2 separate regions of the Zea mays genome follow, and region 2 is linked to region 1. The links are chromatin contacts, called in public Hi-C maps. All regions are on one chromosome and are shown on one strand. Each heading gives the region's core, a stretch centred on a gene start, on an enhancer-like site or on the middle of the called end of the contact. The rest is flanking DNA. Distances are from core to core; before and after follow the strand shown.

Region 1 (2,700 bases), core at 4-2,503:
ATCTATGTTTCATGATAAAACAGAGTTACCAGGTGATTGACAATATTGATATAAAATTAATGCAACTGGAATGGATAAAAAGGAGTTAAAATGGATTTTCTATGAATTAAACAAGATTTTGGAATTATTTTTATAATAAAAACATTTTCTATATTAATTTACCTAATTTATTAGGTTTCTGAACTGCGCGCATTATTTTTGAGAAGTTTATGGTTTATTTTGCAAAATTCAGGGCCTCGGCGTAATGATCTTATCAGTAACCTAGACTGCGGGTTGATAAGTACAAACGCTAGGGGTTCTTTTATAAAGTTTCATAGCCGAAAGGGTATCAGTATCGGCGATCATGGACTGTTGGATCCACACCGAGCGTCCAGATTAAATCGCAAAGGGATGCGAGTCTTTGACCCTTAGGTCTAAATCTTACGGTTCGAGTTTTATGAAAACACGATCTAATCCTGGCCACCAATCGATCATCCAACGGTGGCGGTTTTAAAATACCCCAGATCCAATCACTACCCTACAAGCAAAAATGGACGACCCAGATGAAGACCCTCGAACCGGTACACCGTACGTGATCCTAAATGTCCAATTTTGGATCTACGGCAACAGACCTATCCTTCTCCATGGAGGTCACCAAACAGCGGCGCAGCGCCCGCACGGTGGCGCACCCCGCCGGTGAACTCTAACCCCGCGCCAAGGTGCACTTTCCCCAACCTGACCAGCGTTTAACCTAACGAATCGCCGTGCGAGTGTAGGCAAGGGAAACATACCAGCTTTGATGGCACAGAGAGGCCCACCCGCACTGATGGTCGATCCGCCTCGATCTTCTTTCTCCTGTGAGAAGTTCTCTCCGCCCCGACGATCAACTCCCTCTGCCGAGTCTATGAACAACTTCACCACGCGCTAGAGACGCACCACGGCACGACTACGCGTACAGATCGGCGATGGGGCGAGTTCTCCCCGGGCGGCGGCGCCAACAACTCCCCCACACCTGCGGCAAGGGTTTGGATGGTCTTGTGCGGTGCGGATGGGCGCGACCAAGGGGATACCTCTCTTCATATAGGTCCGAGCATGGGAGGTTGGGCTAGCTGGAGTCGGGGGTTCTTGGCGCATCGGTTGTGGCCGCCCGCCATGCGCGCGAAGCAGGGGAGGGTACAACTGACAGCTCGGGTCCACAGGATAGCGAGGCATCTGCACAGGGAAGCACATGGAGCTGTTGTCTGGTAGGTGGGCTCGCTTTGTCAGTGTTTGGGAACACTTGGAGCGAGCGCTCGTGCGATGGGCAGCCCGGGTTCCACCTGTCTGCATCCGCGTAAGACTGAGGGCCAGGTCCCTCATGTCGACGCGCTGAATCCCCGGCTGGGCCGCATAGGGGGGGTTTCGGTTAGATGGGCAGACTGGGGGAGTTTTAGCCCATGCAACGTCTTTAGTTTTTCTTTTTTTCCTTTTTCCTTTTCTTTTTTTGTTTTCTTTTCCTTTTTATTTTTAAATCTCAAATTTAAATCCAAATTTTGTTGTGAATTTAACACTTAGATCATATGCTCAAATCAAAATACCAGCATGAAGAAGTATTTTCGTTATTTTATATATATTCTTTCAAGTTATTAAGGAATTTATTAACTTGTATGTGTATATATTTATATATGCATGTGTCAGATATAATGAAAATTCCCTTAAACATCAAATACTCTAACTCCTTTATTCAATATGATTTGGGTATTACGATGATTGCTTTGCTTAGACAATGAATAGTCCGTGGTTCCCAAGGGTCTTGCAGGAGATTTCCCTTAGCAGCAACTTAGTGAAGGCAAGTTTCCTCTGACCCATTATGTCCTACTTACATGATAATTCATTTCCCTGCATACCATGATCAACCTAAGGATTGACTAGTTTATTGTTTATCCTGTCCTTGATTATCCTTTAGGATTTGGCAACTATGATTAATATCATGCTAGTGCTTTACTTTAATCAATGAACATGATGAGAATACTTTATGATATGATGATGTTAATCTGGTTATGATGATGAACTTGTGGCACTAAAGGGGACTCGGACTGTTTCCTGAGTGCCTCTCCGTAAGGACTTGTTCGTTGGATGACCACCTAGGAAAACAGTACAACCATGAGGGTGGTATGGGACGCCCTTAGCTGATTAATTAGAGGAACTTGGGATGTAGTCGGCTTCACCATTGTGCCATCAATGGGGTCTGGGCACAATAATTGCTCTACTGAGGCTGGGTGCCGAGGTTCGTTCATTTTGGTTTTGTTAGTCACCCCTCCTGCGGGGAGAGGTACTGTGTTATTCAAACTGAAGAAACCTAACAGATGGCTACTATCTCTAGGGAATCTTTGTAAAGGCTATGTAGTGAAACCTTGCCAACTCACCTTGGGAGTGTTTAAGGGTCTATACAACACAAGGCAAAGAGGGATCACGACTCATGGGTAAAGTGTGCGACCACTGCAGAGGGTTAGAAACAGGTATATCATTCGTGCTCACGGTTATGAGCAGCCTTGGGAGCTCCTTTATTAGAGTTATTCTAGATACCTTGATGGTGATGCTTTAATGATGACGATTATAATGATGGATTCTTGTATTTCCTCTTAGAGGGAGTACCTTTTGGGTTAATAACTTGGGGATATTTCTAAAACTTGGCTCTTTACTAGAAATAAATACCTGACCAACTAAAAGCAACTACTTTGA
Region 2 (2,700 bases), core at 52-2,551, 210 kb before region 1:
AATAAAAGATTTAATGATCTTATATATATTAAGTTATTTTTTAAAAAATGTTTAGAGATATTATCTAAAATGGTTAGGTTAAACCAACTCTTAATAAAATTATGCAATAGAAATTATTTCATTAAAACATATATTTGGTGTGTATAAAATATACACTTACAAGTATTTGCTTAAATGAATAATGCAATTAATATAAAAAAATAAACCCTGCACTCATGCTTGGAGTCTTGTCTGTGCATTTAAAGTTAAACTCAAACTTTGATGTGAATTTGAATCTAAATGAAACCTGAATTTGAATTTAAGTAGACAAGAGAGAATGAAAATAGAAAAAAAGGGGAGGAAAAGAAAATATCAAACCTTATCTGGGCCGAAACCCCTTTGTCTCGGCCCACCAACACCTCCGTGTAGCCCACTCTACGCTCTTTCCTTTTCTTTTTCTTTTGTGGCACTTCCATGTGGAGCCTGCTCCGTCGGCTACCTCTTCAGCGCGCACTGGAAGTCGTCCACTGACCTCTGGGACCCACGCCGTCAGCATTCCCCATCGAGCTCACAACAGAATCGCACCCTGCTCCACCCGACGAACCACCATGGCGAGATTTGGAGCTCGGACTTCGATTGCTCAGGTCGTGCTCCTCGGAGTATAAAATGGGGGCCGCTCCTCCCCTCTATCCTCCCTCAAAACTGAGCGCCCCAAAGCCAACCCCCCACCGTGAAACAGGGCGATGAAGGCCGCCGCTGTTGATCTCATCCTACACCATCTTTTGGAGTACGCAAGGTGGACATGAGTGATCTATGGAGTTCACAAAACGTGTCCGATGCAGCTACGAGCGCGGTCGAGGACTGGGATTCCGGGAATTGCTTGCTGAGTTTTCGTGTCGCCGTGAAACCACATAGGACCGTGGAGTGCTTCATTGCCACCATGATTTCGGGTAAATCTATTTCCATCGAGTTCGTCGTTGCTCCTTCAAGCTTTAGCACCTAGGTGTTGGGTGGGGAGTGGCCTAGTCCTAGCATTAGCATGTCGCCGGGAGGCCCTCCGCCGCGGGGTGGCCGGCGCGTCGTCGCTTTCTGGCGAGGGGAATGGCCGAATGGGGCTCGGACTCAAGCGTCCTGGCCACCGCCCTGGGGAAGAAGGTCTTGTGACCATTGATTCCGTGATGGACGGCTTGGATTTTATCGTGGATACCCCTTCGTCTCATAAAGATCTGGCCGTTGCTGGGTGATCGGATGGTGGAAACTGGTTTGTGCCATAATAAAAATCTGGACCATAGTTATTTAATCTGACGGTGTACAGCTCGTACCGGTTCATGCGATGGATCTTTTAATCTGGGCCGTCGGTGTCGGATCGAAGGGCTCATGTGGCGAGATACCCCTTCAGTAGGACGAATATGCAAAAGAAACCCTGAGTTCTTTATAAACCAAACCGACATCCCTCGCTGGTTGAAAACTATTACGGTTAGGTCCCTAGAAATTTACAAAATAGCCCTGATAGTTATAAAGTATTTCTGGAAATTGTTTTTGCTACGAAAATAAATTTAGAATTGTAGAAAAACCATATCTCCTTCGTTTTTACTCGGAATTGATCCATTCCAATTGCATTAAGTTCATTTTAATATTTTTTATCATCTAGTAACCTTATTTTATCATGAAACATAGATTAAAATTGTTTACCTAATTTATCCCGTGCCAAGCACTTAATAACTTCGGAAAATCGTATCTTTAGAACCGTAACTCCGAATTGATCCGTTCGAATTGCGTTAGATTCATAATAATATCATATATGTATAGTATGACACTAACATTTATCACACCTTATACTTTTATTATTAGAAATTTGTCTAGCCTATGTTTAATAGATTAACTCCTCTAATCGAAGTTAACCAATCCATAATTATAGTTTGATTAAAAATATGATCTCTAGTTAAGTTATAATTAAAATTAAGGTTGAGTTAACTATTTATAGAATAGTCTCTCATATGATATACACTAACCAGTTTATAATATAATTTAATATTTAAACCACGTAGATCTGCCATAAATCCTAATTCTTTAACCATAACTCTGATTTTAGTGATTCTCAAACCCACGATCTCGTACCTTCGTGTAGATCATTATTATTCAGTTTGTACTTATGTTTGATGTGATGTTAATTTAGCATATACATTGTTTGTTTGTATTGCTATGACTAGCGCGAGATTACGAGTCACCAGAAGATCATCCTGGTACCTGGAATCTCAAGTCCTACGCAAGTTGTGCCATTGATCACTTCTTTTTACCCAATCACGTTCTTATTACTCATAATGATCTGCATAGGTTAATTTTGATGGGACCCAATAGGTTACCCTAGTTTTACTATCTTTATACCTTGTTTACCACTGAATTTTTGGGTAGTACCTGCTATTGCTTTATGTGGTTTTGGGTATAGAGATATACATTATTCACCATCACACTTTTATTATTAGTTTGTTATTTACTGTTCATGATAAGATCATTATGTTAATTGGAACATGGAGAACCACCTGGGAAAACAGTGCTACCACAAGGGTGGTATGGGACGCCCTTGGCTGACTAACTAGGAAAGCTAGTGGAAGACTACCTTACCCGAAAGGGGCAAGGGCAGTAGGGGAGTGGTCAGTGTAGGGAGGTCCTTGGGTTGATTTTGTTGTGATGGCGGTCAGGCGAGGGATCCCTGCATTGGAG

What was found. A called contact is a pair of places that touch in the nucleus more often than the background predicts.
Region 2: a contact with region 1 is called in a Hi-C map of endosperm, with 9 times the contacts expected there. The contact joins two enhancer-like sites. A contact is called at or near these places in 2 of 25 Hi-C or Micro-C datasets (endosperm and leaf mesophyll).

What each region holds. Positions count from the first base shown.
Region 1 is chr3:108,188,109-108,190,808 of Zm-B73-REFERENCE-NAM-5.0, reverse strand. No RefSeq gene overlaps it. Among protein-coding and RNA genes, the nearest start is that of LOC103650299, 120 kb to the right of the region's middle. Within about 2 kb of position 1,253, at least 18 of the 20 cell types and tissues checked have an H3K27ac peak or open chromatin away from gene starts, as enhancers often do. A contact at or near this core is called in endosperm and leaf mesophyll, where this site is marked.
Region 2 is chr3:108,394,187-108,396,886 of Zm-B73-REFERENCE-NAM-5.0, reverse strand. No RefSeq gene overlaps it. Among protein-coding and RNA genes, the nearest start is that of LOC109945263, 23 kb to the right of the region's middle. Within about 2 kb of position 1,301, at least 17 of the 20 cell types and tissues checked have an H3K27ac peak or open chromatin away from gene starts, as enhancers often do. A contact at or near this core is called in endosperm and leaf mesophyll, where this site is marked.